3 separate regions of the Mus musculus genome follow, and all the other regions are linked to region 1. Evidence: chromatin contacts called from public HiChIP or PLAC-seq data. All regions are on one chromosome and are shown on one strand. Each heading gives the region's core, a stretch centred on a gene start, on an enhancer-like site or on the middle of the called end of the contact. The rest is flanking DNA. Distances are from core to core; before and after follow the strand shown.

Region 1 (4,599 bases), core at 1,471-3,970:
TGGTAAACAATCATACAAGCAAAAATATTTATACACATAAGTATTAGAAAAAAATTATCTTCATTCACATTGCTATTGTAGTAATTGTCATGTATCCTGTACATTAACATTTTACTCAAACTAATGACTACTTCCAGCTAGCTTCTGACTTTTTAAAGTAGAAAAATAAAACCAGAAAACATCCAAGTCAGGCAGGTATGGTGTTACAAGCCTCCAATAAAAGCCCTTGGGAAACAAACTTGGGAAGAACAAGAGTTCTCAATACGCTGGACTACACAGGAAGGCCCTGACTGAAAGCATCCTCAACTGTAATCTCAGTAACCCGGTGACTAGCCTGGGTTACATACAGCCAGATGCAGCTACATAGAAGACAATGTATTGGGGCTGGAGAGATGCTCAGTTGTTTATAGCATCTCCTGTTCCCATGGGGTATTCCCCGGCAGCAATGCCATCCACACTTCCGACCTCCATACTCACCAGCGTTGACAATGCACCACACAGACACATACACACACAGAAGAAAAAGGGTTAAAAAAAAAAAAAAAAGCAGATACACACTTTATGGGCATGTGCTGAGATACACACACAATTCAAATAATAAATACAGCTTCTATTTTGGGTGCAGCAAAAAATAAAATGCACAATGCGGTATTATTGATGCAGATAAATAAATCTTACTATATCAAGAGATTTAGAGAGAAAGGAACTTTGTTTTGCTCAATGTTGTATTCCTAGGAACAGCTGAACAAATGACACCTCCAGTCCTACTTTACCTTTCTGAACGTACTCATTATACAGTTCTATTCCTCATCACTACTTCAGGAGCTCAGGACACTTTTCCCTTGTGACTCTTGCCAATATGCTATTCCTCGGATTAACAAAACTCTTCCTTTCCACAACTCCCCACATTAATGGATACTTATGCCATGACATCTTCTTATAAAATTTATCATAGGGATGGCAGGCTTAAATATATGAGGTAGGAAATTAAGTATGCATAACATCGAAACACAGTTCCTCCATCCTGAAAATTGCCATTTATTTTATCTGAGGTCTATTAAGTTAAACACTTGCCTAACAATCAGTATGCTGTTTTAAAAGTTAAAAGGAATTTTAGATGACTTAAACATGAAACTCATTAAATATGATGCACCTGAACTCTAATACTTTCTTTCCCTAATGCTTCCCATGCCTATGCCCATAAAGACATATAAAACACACTATATATCACTGAGCATTACCACAGACCAATTAAGTCATTCCTTAGCTAGCTAGCTGGTTTCCAATCCGGAATCACTCAGAGTCTCAGCCCCGATGAGTCACCTGCATCCCTAGGCTGTAAAAGGGGTTATTACAACAAGTGGTTTTGGCAACCGGTTTTTAGAGACTAAGTAGGATGTTCACAGACATCTTGTTTCCTCATTTTAAACAATTAGGTCCCAGAAATTGAACCTTGCTTATGTATTTACAATGTCTCCATAATCGTCAGAGATTATGTCTTACACAGAGCTCTTAACGCGTAACAGACAATTTTGCTCCTCTCTGAAAATAAAACTCTAACTTTTACAACGATGTTCAAATTTTTTGTTCCTCAATTCAACTTTAAGATACAAATAGCACTAAATATTGAGTCTTTTAAAAATTCTGGGGTCTGAGAGGCAGCTCAACAGTTAAAGACACTAGCTGCCAAGCCTCAAGGGACCACGGTACTCCTGTTCTCATGCACATGACACAGCTCCAGTGCGCATGAATAACACACGGAATAACAGTTTTTAACTCTAGAATGAGATTATAAACACGAGAAGAGTAAGGAATTTAACAGCTGTTGCTATTTTTCTCAAACGAACTATAAAAAAAAAAACTGCCATGGGTCCCGGCCTTAGCTTCCTATTCTTGTCTATGAATCCGTACAGTCCTAGCATTACCATTTCTACCAGCTGAAAATTTTAAAGTATTTCTGAAAACGTTAGATTAGCTTTCTAGTGTTAAGTTCGTGAACACCGGGCATCTGAATCTGCATAAAGCTACACCGTATTACTGCATCATTACTAATCTTACTACATTACTACTAATCCCTTAACATTGGGAATGCCGAATAGTATTTACTAACTTAAAGACCGCGCAGACTCCTGAGCACGAAAGGTTAAAAAAAAAAATCTATATAAGCAGATTGTTTTTTAAAAAAGACTCTACTAGGCTGTTTCCAAGTGTCCGCGTCGCCTCCCCTCCCCCCCTCCCCCCCAAAAAAAAAAAAACCCGCTTGCTTACGCTGCTGTGCAATGGGAAACGTTCTGGCCCTCGGCTCTAGAGAAGCAGGGGACTCAGCCTCAGCAGTTAGCAGCTTCGATAATCCAGGCTGAGGCTCCCGCCCCGCCGCACCCCTGAAGCGAGGCGCCGCTCAAGGTGCAGATCCCAGGCCTGCTCTTCCCAACAGGTGGGATTGGGAAGGAGACGCGCGCCCCGCGCCAGGCCTCGAGCCGGACAGGCGGGGGAGGCCGCGGCCCGGTGCGGCCTGAGGTGGCGCAGGCCCTTCCCGTCCCGGCGCCTCCCCTGCCGCCCGCCTCACGCCGTCCGCCCCCAGTTACCTCACTATGGATGCTGCTCGGTGCCATGAGCCGAAGCCTGGGCCAAGATCGCCAAAGGTGGGCCTGCCACCGCCTCGCTCCACGCAGCTACCGCAGCCACCACCACCAGCGCCGCCGCCGCCTCTTCGGGATCACACTGCGCACGCGCCGGCGGCTCCGAAGGCGCAGCGGTCACGTGACGCGCGCAACCGAGGCCCCGCCCCGGGTGGCCTCCAGTCGCAAACTTAGCTTCCCAAACCATAGCGAAGCCGGTTGTGCTAAGCAGCACTTGTTGCCCAGCGTCAGTCTCCAAAAAAAACCTCTAAAATATCGTAATTCTTTTCCTAACCGCCAAGGCTTTACACATGAAAAATGTGTCAGGAAATGGCCAGAAATTCAGCCTAAAACTTCTAAACCTCAAAACAGTATGGGCTGATTAAATCGTATTCTGCATGTCGAAACTAACCATTTGGGCTTGAGAGTTAAAGGCTCTGAAGGATTTGGGCATAAAACTTTCAGGGCAAAGAGAGGCAGCTTGGTGTTGATGATCTTAGCAGCCCTCTTCAGTTGTTTATATCCTAGTCCCCACTCTTAAATATCCGTTTTTTAAAAAAAAATCTCGTCTTCCGTCAGTAAAACTATAGACAATTGAGCGAGCGAATGTTTTCTCACTCACCGATCTTCCATTTGGAATTTCAGAGAACTCACAACTGGGCTTTTACTCTTCCCTCTAGAACTGGTCTCCAGAATGTTTCTTTTTAAGATGATTTTTTAAAAGATTTATTATTATATCTAAGTACACTGTAGCTGTCTTCAGACGCACCAGAAGAGAGTGTCAGGTGTCATTAGGGATGGTTGTGAGCCACCATATGGTTGCTTGGATTTGAACTCAAGACCTTTGGAAGAGCAGTCAGTGCTTTTAACCGCGGAGCCCTCTCTCAAGCCCTTAAGATGATTTGTAACGGTGTATAAACCTCTTCAACTGCTTCTCTGCTCCCAAATAGCCAACTCCTCCCCGTTGGGCATGAAATAGTCACGCTTTTCCCTTTACCTCTTAATTGGGCAGTTTTGTATTCTCTAACAATCAGCAACTTGCCAGGCGTGGTGGCGAACACCTTTAATCCCAGCACTCCAGAGACAGAGGCAGGCAGATTTCTGAGTCCGAGGCCAGCCTGGTCTACAAAGTGAGTTCCAGGACAGCCAAGGATCACAGAGAAACACTGTCTTGAAAAACAAACAAACAAAACAACAACAACAAAAACCCAGCAACTTTTAAACGTATACCATCTGAAAGGGCAGTCAAGAGAGGGCATTGTTTTTTTAAAGATGTATTTATTTTTATGCATGTGTCTGCCTGTGTATGTATGTATGTATGTGAACCAAATGCTTGCATTCCTATGGTCAGGGCAGTCTTTAACAATCACATCAACTCTCTCACTGTTTTACCTTCCCAAACTCCTAATTCACTGCTCAAGAATTCTTATGTATTCTATTTGATTTGACTAAAGTGTGTTCATCACATGAAAACATAAATTACCCAGGAATCATGATACAAGTCTATAATCCGACTTGGGTAGTGGCAGAAGAAGAATCAGAAGTTTGAGATAATATTCAGCTGCTTGAGCTTGAGGTGAGTCTAGGTTACACGAAACTCAAAGCAGCAGCAGCAGCAACAAAAAGAACGCCACACAAACTACTTTAAAAATCGATCAAGCCATAGTTTGCCCTAAAGTAAATTGTATATCCCAGATCTAAGTATAACGAAGAAATAAGTGGTTAGACCAAAATACTGTGGACTGTGGTTCATAGTCTAATAGTTCCCAACCTTTCTAAAGCATCCACCCTTTAATACAGTTCCTCATGTGATGACCCAGCCATAAAAAAACGTCGTTGCTACTTCATGACTGTAATTCTGCTACTCTTAGGATACTGAATACATGTACTCCTCCTGATCAATTCTATGCCAGCCTGCTCTGTTCTCTGGAGACTGACCCTTACATACTGTATCAGTGAATTCCTTTGCTCCGAGGTTCCT
Region 2 (4,599 bases), core at 548-3,047, 120 kb before region 1:
AATTAAGTGAATTAATATTTGCAGTATCAAAGAATAAAGAAACATGCCTTTTAAAGACGCTGTGGGCTGTGGTGGCATACACCTTTAAGCCCTAACAATTCTGGTGGCAGAGGCAGGAGAATCTTTGTGAGTTTGGAGGCAGCTTGATCTACATAGTTCGAAGATAGCAGGGGCTATGTAGAGAGACCATATCTTAAACAACACCAGGACCAAAATAACAACCCAAAAAAACAAACAACAACAACAAAAAAACCTCACACCTCCCCTCAAACCACAATAAAGCAAAAAAAAAGTATTATGGTATAGTGTCATCAGTTTAATCCTAATTTATTTAATTGAGAGAACTTTTTTATAGCATGAGTATGTTTACTATCTGTTATATGAAAAATGCTTTGCACTTAGCTACTAGTTTCATTTAGTGATGTATGAAGAGTAGATTTCTAGGTCAGTGATTTGCTACTTTGTTTTCTCTTAAGTAGACCCTCTTTACAAAATAGAAGGTAAAAATATTGGCCTATGTATTTATATTTTTAAAAATATGAAAAAAAAACCTTTAAAATGAGATAGATGTACTTGACATTTTTGAACATGAAGTAGGCGGGAGGGAGTTGGGTGCACATGTAATCTGTAATCTCAGGTAGTTGGAGGATGTAGAAGTCTAAGGCTATCTTGGGTAGCATCGTAAGACCCAGGAGCCAGCAAGATGGCTCACAGGGCAGAGCCTGCTGCAAGGCTATACAGCCTTAGTTTGGTCCCCAGGTTCCATAAGTTGGTAGTAAAGGACTGATTCCCAGAAGCTATTTCTGGCTCTATATGAATTCCATGGTGTGCACACAAATATGTGGGAAAAAAATCCCAGAAAGACAGTATCTGAATAAACAAAAATAGCATTTCTACAAAAAGCCAACAAAAATGTGAAGGGCCACCAAAATCTTTGAAGGCTTAGGAACTATTAAGCTGAAATGTCAGATGTTGCCATCAGGAAATGTTTGTTGACAGTTTTTCTTTCCTTGCTAATGCTATATCTTATATCAGGTATATAGATTGATTGACCACAGTATAGTTTCTTGGCATAGACTCTGAGGATCACATTAGCCAAGCAGTTGAATTCTGTACTGGTTAGTCCTCAGATGTTTTGTAATTAGATTAATAATGCTGTTATTGTTGTGATAGCTAAGAGTACAGAATGAATACTTCCTTTTTGAAGTGGAGAGTGACATCAAGATTGCATCTCACTATGAAGCCCTCGTTGGCATGGAACTTAGTATGTAGAACAAGCTGGTCTCAAACCTAGAGCACTCCTCCTGCTTTTATATACAAGGTGTTGAGATTACACATAACTGGCTCACACCCAGTCCTTCATTATAAGTTTGTATGCTTCTATGTGTATATACAGTTCCTAGTAAAGTATAAATACTTTGACCTTATTAAACTTATTCTTTTCCCCCCCTAGAGATATGACTGATGTTTATTGGCATAGCAATGTAATTATAGAGCGGATTAAACACAATGAACTTAGGACCTTATCAGGCAACATTTATATCTTAAAAGGATTGATAGACTCGGTCTCCATGAAAGAAGCAGGTAAGTGGGCATCATTATTAGTTAAATCTTTCTATAGCCTCTCCTCTTTCCTAAATAAATCCCAGGATCATAAATTGACCCGACCCCTTGTAGTGTCCCACACAATCACGACTTTTATTACTCATTTCAGTATATGCCTAGTACTGACTCTTCATTACAGTTCAGCTTTGCTTGTCTTATTTCACAAACAAACCAGCTCTCTGTCACAAGGCTTTTCATTTCCTATTTTTAATATTTGGATTCCATTTTCCCATATGACTCATTCCCTCAGGTTCCTATGCCCTGGCTTTCTATGTCAGTAGAATTTCCCTGACTACCTCCTTTTGAAATTGCTGTCTTCTCCTTTTCTCCTATGAATATGTTTAACTACTTTTTCTGTGATATCAATCTAGCAAAGAATTTTACTTTCTGCATTTGCTTCTTCTCTTATATAATAGAAATTCAGTGTGTAATGATGGGGATTTTATTTCCCTAACTAATGGGTCCTCAGTACTCTAGCAGTACTTAGCATATAGTGAATCAGAAGTACACATTTTGCCAGGCATGGTGGCGCACGCCTTTAATCCCAGCACTCAGGAGGCAGAGGCAGGCAGATTTCTGAGTTCGAGGCCAGCCTGGTCTACAGAGTGAGTTCCAGGACAGCCAAGGGCTACACAGAGAAACCCTGTCTCGAAAAACAAACAACAACAACAAGAAAGAAGTACATATTTCTTGACTGACAGTGAATTAGAGAGACCTCTTTAAAAGCCTAGGCTTTTGGATAATTTCATTTTCTATTTTTTAAATTAAAATAATTTTGTATTTGTTTTGCTCATTGTTAAATAGGATATCCCTGTTATCTCACAAGAAAATTTATGTTTGGATTTCCCCACAACTGGAAGGAACACATTGATAAATTTCTAGAACAATTAAGGTAAACTGTCTAAATTTTTAAAAATCAGCTTTTCAAGGTATAAGTTATGGTCCCTAAAATGTACTCATTTTAGATAAAAAAATATACTGTGCCTTTTCAAATTCATGTTTATGTAACCGATGTAATGTGGTTTTGCTGGGTTTTTGTGTTTGTGTGATAGTTTTGAAGATTTTTGTGATTTTAGGGGTTTTAGAAATAATAAACCTTTATTAGACTTTCTGTCATGTTGAGTAAATTGAAAAAGAAAATAAAATTGGAGACACATTTCTAAGGAGAATTCATCAATCGCCTACCCTTTGGATGGCGTGTAGTTGTTAAATATTGGACTGAAATTCTTGATTCGTTTTTCTCCGTTAATTTTCATTAGTTTTTGAGTACCTACCAGGTACTTAGCAGACACTGAGAGAAAAATTTTATAAATTCTTGTTCTTCAGGAGATAGTAGGAGATAGAGAGTTTTAAACTTCATCTGAGTACAGGTATTGTATAATAAGAACTGGTGACTATTTCTTCCTCGAACGTGTCAGGTGGTATTTTTCTGGACATGTTGCTTCTTTTCTCGACCATTTAACTCTGTCTTTTCAACAGAAAAGCAACTGTAGGTAGTGTAAATTGAGCATGGCTGTGTCTCAGTAAAACTTGCTTATAGAACTAGACAACTTCCCAATAGTGCTTTTTAATCCTGGCCTCACATTTACTAGGTAAGTACTTTATTTCTGGACACTCATTGTCATGTAGTTTTCTTAAATAAGATTACATATTTTTGTTTGTTTGTCTTTTAAAAATATTTGCTTTGAGAAGGGTCTCATGTAACAGGTTAACCTCAGTATGTAGCCCAGTCTGGCCTTGAGCTCTGTGATTATCCTGTTGGTGGGGATGCGCTCTTCTCTTCTCTTCTTCTCTTTTCTTTCATCCTTTTTTTAATTGTTGTTGTTGAGAACCAATATTTGAGAAAGCAATAACACAACTATTTTAGGGCTGAAAAAAAGAACAAGACCAGACAGGAAACAGCAAGAGTCCAAGAAAAACAAAAATCAAAAAAAAAAGATGCAGAAGATAAAGAAACTTATGTCCTCCAAAAGGCCAGCATCACGTATGACCTTAATGATAATAGCTTAGGTAGGTCTAAATTTTTCTTTGTTGCTGAAGTGGTAGAGTCTTATATAAACTTAACACTGTTTGTAGTATGTGATGTGTGGTGTGGTGCTCTTTGACTGATTAGGACCTTAAAATTCCTTCTTTTTTATACTTTTTTATACTAAGGTGACTGTGTTGCAGACTGCTGCTTCATCGTTCTTTTTATTTCACGGAGTAAATCTTTATCACAATCCCAACCCCCTGATAAATATATTAATGAAAGATTATATTTAGACTATCACTATCAGCAATCTTGTAGTAGAGACAAGTATCTATATTTGCTTTTATGGAGGAACTTGCATATAAACTCAAGTGGCAAGTGCTTTAAAGGTTGGTAGAATTGTTATGTCAGCTCTTTTTTAACATTATAATCTACCTCTCACACTACCCTACTTTCACAAATAATGTATGAAATAATAGTAAGATGATAAAAGTTACCGAAATCCTTTATGTACATTTCTTGGAATTTTACCTTGACTTTGTAGCTAAGATCTATACAAATTTTTAAAATCTCTGAGAATTGCACATTATTTTTGCTAAAGCTGTGGCACCATGTTAGATGTAAATATACTACATCTCTCTCTAATGGCGTTGTGTCATTTAAACTCTTTCTCCTTGAAACTTATTTATCTTTTCTAGACCAAAGAAAGTAATAATTTAGAAGTGTAAATGATGGCAGACATTTCACTTACCAAAGCTTTAGCTCTTTCTCAATCCTTTCTTTTTACAAAAGTCATCAAGTTTTCTTAACTTTGGCTGGTTGCTTATTATCATTTCTAGAACATTTTGAATCTTCTAGAATCCTGGGACTATTATTACTTGCTATTACCTCTACCCTACTGCCTGTTTTACTCCAAAATGAAAAATAACACTGGGTCACTTTTTTAGAGAAGTAATCTGACTTGTAACTATGATTATTGAAAATGTTATAGAAAAACACGTGACATGTAGGATGGAATACACATT
Region 3 (4,599 bases), core at 924-3,423, 77 kb before region 1:
AATTGTTAGCATTGATTTTATCCCAGTTGTTCCAGTTAGCTTTTAAGTACGCATTCCTCTGTTTTGTTGTAAAAGTAATTTTGCATCAGATAACTTCAAAGTACCTTGAATGGCCTTAATGTATCACTAATTTCTTTGTTTCCTGTAATATAAAAGACTGATGCTCACTTTGACAGAAATACATTTAGATACCACACTCCCTTGTGTCTGTATTTGTCACCCTTCTCCTGGCCAACTCCTTGCCCAACCATCCAGAACCCTAATTTCCCGTGGATTGAGGGGGGCCGAAAACACAAAGGTACTATTTTAAGCATGAAGCAGTTAGAAGTCCCTAGCTTGGAGGAGGCAGGACAAAGTCTGGTTCAAGACCTCATAGAATGGAGGTGCAATTGCCCTCCATGGGCTCTGTGTGAGCTGTCTATTATGGACAGCACCCTTCTCACCCAGCTTCCTTGCTAGCTGTGGTGTTGATCCTCTCTCAAGAAGCTTCCTACACACAACTCCTAATGTTTAGGCTAAAGGCTGCTTTTTTTCTTATCTCAACTTCAAAAATTACACCTCCGTAACCTGCTTTCTTTTTTATTCATTGTATTTCTGTTTCTTTATTATTTATATTGTTATCATCAGGAAAGCTTATAATGAATCCATTTCTTTTGTAGAAGTAGAAATTCTAATCACATAAGATATGGTGTTAGCTATGTGATGGTGGTAGCGCACACCTTTAATCCCAGCACTCAGGAGGCAGAGGCAGGTGGATCTGAGTTTGGGGCCAATTTGGTCTATGGGGTGAGTTCCAGGACAGAGAAACCTTATCTTGGAAAAACAAAAACAAAACCAAAAGATAGTGTCTATTGTTCTACTAAGCATATACCTGTAAGATCAAATATACTAATTTTTTCTTCTGTGCATGCTTTTTCTTATATTACTTATCCTAAAACAATTTAGGTTACTGTGGCTGAAAAGATGACTCAGTGGTTAAGAGTACACACTGCTCTTCCAAGGACCCGAGTCTGCTTCCCAGCACCCGTGCTGGGTGGCTCCAACCATTGTAATTTCAGCTCCAGGGCCTCTGATGACCTTTCTTGCCTCCCAGAGACAGGCACAGACACAAATAGACACCCCCACACCCCTAGGAATAAAAACGCCTGTAATTTACTTACCCTGAGAACTCTGGGTTTTTTTACAGCATGAATGGGTGAGTCAACTTCGTTGTTTTTCTGATCCTGGATGAAACAGACAAACAGTTTAAGATATAACACAGTCAGGAAGCGGGAGCATGGCTTCACTGACTGCAGCACTGTGGGGAAGGAATGACTTACCTCCGGGGACTTTAGGACATTTCTTTTTGGTTTTTTAGTTTTTCTCAGGAAAACATCATCTTCGCTTTCACTAGTTAAGTGTTCAACTATAATTGAAAAATGAATCTGGTCAATAGTTAAAGTTACTCTATCACAATCATATTACTGATTACCATAATAAAAATGTCCTAAATTTCTTAATCTTCCAAAGACAAACAGACATGTGACATATGTTCACAAAGATGTGTGTGTGTATACACATACATACACACACACATACACATATACATAAACTTTACAGTATTTTAAAAAAAAGAACAGAGAAGAATAAAAGACATTAGTTTGCTGATAAATACATATTTAAGAGCCTGGAGAGATAGCTTAGTAGTTAGAGCATTAGCTGCTCTTACAGAGGACCAGGGTTCAGTTCCCAGCACCCACATGGCATTTACAACTTTCTGTAACTCTATTTCTAGGGAATACAACACCCTATTCTAATATCCAAGGGTATTACCATGCATGTGGTATACTTTCACTTGTGCAGGCAAAATACTACTCATATACAGGAAATAAAAATAAACTTATAAAAATATGTATTTAAAATGAAGCCCCAACTTACAAAATGTAAAGAGAAAAAGCAAATGTGCTCTTATCAGTCCATCATGCCTTTTTTTTTTTTTTAAATGAAACATTTACCATGTGTGGGACATTCGTAAGGCACAGCACACATAGGGAGATCAGAGAACAGCCTGTGGAGTCTCTTCCCTACTCTTCCTAGCTGATCACAATTTCTCTTTCCCCTTCAGTGTAGGATAGACTTAGTTCCTAACAAAAGCCTTCAGTGGAGCTGGGGTGTGGGATGTGGTGGGTGTAGCTCAGTTGGCTCAGCATGCACAAAGCTTTCTTGATTTCCATCCCCAGCACTAACAAACTGGGAGTGGTGCTAAATAAATCTGCTATGGCTGCCCAAGCCAGCAATCCCAGGATCAGAGAGCTGGGTAGGAGTGAAACTTCAAGGTCATCCTCTGCTACACAGGGAATTCAAGGGTAGCCTGGGTTCACTAAAAATCTAAAATACTTTTAGTTAAATATAATGTGTGTGTGTGTGTGTGTGTGTGTGTGTGTGAAATTAAGCATTTGAACCCGAAGACCCAGGTATGGTCTCTAGAACCTATGCTAGGACAAAACCCCTAAAAATTATCCATTGACTTTCACACACTCAAACTGGCATGTGTGCACCCCCATTCTACACATAGTATATACCATACACACTGTTGTGGTTTGAATGAGAATGGCTCTGTACTTTCCTATGTTTGAATACTTGGGCCCCAGTTGTTGAGAACACTTGGAAAGGGTTAGCAGGTGTGGGTATTAGAAGAGGTGTGCCACTGGGGACAGATGTTAAGGTTTTTAAGTCCATGCCATTCACAGTTAGCTCTCTGCCTTGTGCTTGTGGATCAGATGTGAGCTCTCAGCTCTTTTCTAGCACCAGGTGTGCTTGCTGCTATGCTTCCAACACCACGATGTTGGAATGTCAATAAACTCTTCTATAAGTTGCCTTGGTCATAGCATCTCTTTAAAGCAATCAAAAGGTAACTAAGACAGGGCTGGAGAGATGGCTCAGCAGTTAAGAGCACCAGCTGTTCTTCCAAAGGACCCAGGTTCAATTCCCAGCACCCACATGGCAGAATACAGAGCTGCCCGTAACCTTTTCCTGTGTAACATCCTCACTCAGACGTATATGCAGGCAAAATATCAATGTACATTAAAAAGGAAGGAAGGGAGGGAGGGAGGGTGGGTAGGTACTAAAACAGGCTGGTACCTGGAGTACTACAGATGTGACAGGTTTGACCATGATGTTTTTGGAGAGCTGTGGAGGACTGGTAGGGGATTGGAAGACAGTAGTGTTGAGAGCAATGTGGGCTGTGGAAGCACAGTGCAAGGATACAGAGAGGGTAACAATATCAGCAAATAGAATAGAGACAGCTAGGGGCACAAAAGTCTGTGCAACCAGAGCATCAGGAAAACTAGGATTAAACACACTGGGACTTCTTATTGGAGGAGATAAAATGCCTGTTTTCCTGCCCAGAAAAGTGGAAGTGGCTTTGCTAGACTCTAGGCTGTTAAGCTATAGAACCCACCCTCACGGTCACGTGAACTTTGTAAAACAGTTTCTATGCAGTCAGCCCTTACACTTTATTGTGCAACTGGAATTGGACTGACTGGACTGAGCTGCCTGCAACCCTTTCCCCAAGTTGTACTGGGTTTTAAATATGCCGACCATGCACTGCTTAGGATTAGACTCCCCAAATCTCTTTGCACAGTTGCTTCCTGTCTGACACCTGCAGGGATCCTCTCTAGAGACCATTCTTGGGATGTTTTAGCAATGGGCATAGCTGGCCCAAGACTGTGCCTGAAGCGCTTTTGACTACCTTTGCAACAGACTTCAATTCAAGACAGCCTAATCTGACTCTGTCACATAGTCATTAGTGGTCGCTCTTTTTTTTTTTTTTTTTTTTTTTTTGGTGTTTCGAGACAGGGTTTCTCTGTGTAGCCCTGGAACTCACTCTATAGACCAGGCTGGCCTCAGAAATCTACCTGCCTCTGCCTCCCAGGTCCTGGGATTAAAGGCAAAGGCCTGTGCCACCACTGCCCGATTAGCAGTCACTCTTATGCAAGTGAAAAAGAGCATCAGGGTATTTAATGTGGTAGCCAGGGTTTGAGTTGAAAGAGATAAGGAAAAAAGAGAATAGAGGGAGTGGTGTCCTCAGGGAGTGACCCTGCTGAAATAATCCTGCAATTTGTAAAAAGAAAAGGCCTAAAAAAAGTTCTGTTCCTAGGGAGCAACAACAAAGCAAAACTGGCAAATGTAATTCGAGGAGGGGGCCAGGTTTCAGCCCAAACAGGCAACAGAACTTGGCAGCATCCACGTCCACCACATGGTTTTGCCTTTATAGAGTGGAAAAAGATGCAGCAGTAAAGGGGTTGTGGAATCTTCCACAGCTTAGGTAACTTGCTGAAGCCAGGAGGCTGGCAGCGGAGTCCCTGCATGTAGGCCCGGAGAAGCCATTGTATGAGGCTGTGAAAGTGAAACCCGGTTGGTTTGGAGAACCCAAGATGTTAGAGATGCCAGAGCTTGCCAAGAAGATCTACAGATGGGTAGTAGAACCAGCCCAAGAGAGAGAGAGAGAGAGTTTTGTAGTTAGCATAATTGGAAGTGTGGAGCCATCTAAGTCTTTTGGCATTGGACATAGAGGTATACAGCATTTGGAATTTGCATTGCTCGGTCTGGGGCTTGTTT

Evidence for each region. HiChIP or PLAC-seq counts read pairs in DNA pulled down with a chosen protein or histone mark.
Region 2: an H3K4me3 HiChIP or PLAC-seq map of bone marrow-derived macrophages shows a contact between it and region 1, with 2.2 times the contacts expected there. The contact joins the enhancer-like site here to the promoter of Prpf39 in region 1. A contact is called at or near these places in 2 of 39 promoter capture datasets (hematopoietic stem and progenitor cells and pre-B cells), 4 of 115 datasets of contacts at active chromatin or transcription factors (bone marrow-derived macrophages, effector CD8 T cells and embryonic stem cells) and 2 of 9 other capture datasets (adipose tissue and liver).
Region 3: an H3K27ac HiChIP or PLAC-seq map of embryonic stem cells shows a contact between it and region 1, with 9 read pairs. The contact joins the enhancer-like site here to the promoter of Prpf39 in region 1. A contact is called at or near these places in 3 of 39 promoter capture datasets (the C10 cell line, cranial neural crest and embryonic stem cells), 2 of 115 datasets of contacts at active chromatin or transcription factors (both in embryonic stem cells) and 4 of 9 other capture datasets (adipose tissue, embryonic stem cells, liver and 1 more).

What each region holds. Positions count from the first base shown.
Region 1 is chr12:65,034,455-65,039,053 of GRCm38.p6, reverse strand. Prpf39 (pre-mRNA processing factor 39) reads right to left here and starts at 2,720. Exons shown (of 14, transcript NM_177806.3): 1 at 2,586-2,720.
Region 2 is chr12:65,151,704-65,156,302 of GRCm38.p6, reverse strand. It overlaps Mis18bp1 (MIS18 binding protein 1), which reads left to right. Exons shown (of 14, transcript NM_172578.2): 5 at 1,454-1,584; 6 at 2,410-2,497; 7 at 3,473-3,615. Among named protein-coding and RNA genes, the nearest start is that of Mis18bp1, 19 kb to the left of the region's middle. Within about 2 kb of position 1,797, at least 5 of the 459 cell types and tissues checked have an H3K27ac peak or open chromatin away from gene starts, as enhancers often do. A contact at or near this core is called in bone marrow-derived macrophages, where this site is marked.
Region 3 is chr12:65,110,580-65,115,178 of GRCm38.p6, reverse strand. Fancm (Fanconi anemia, complementation group M) reads right to left here. Exons shown (of 23, transcript NM_178912.4): 15 at 1,320-1,405; 16 at 1,161-1,223. Among named protein-coding and RNA genes, the nearest start is that of Fancm, 37 kb to the right of the region's middle. Within about 2 kb of position 2,173, at least 13 of the 459 cell types and tissues checked have an H3K27ac peak or open chromatin away from gene starts, as enhancers often do. A contact at or near this core is called in embryonic stem cells, where this site is marked.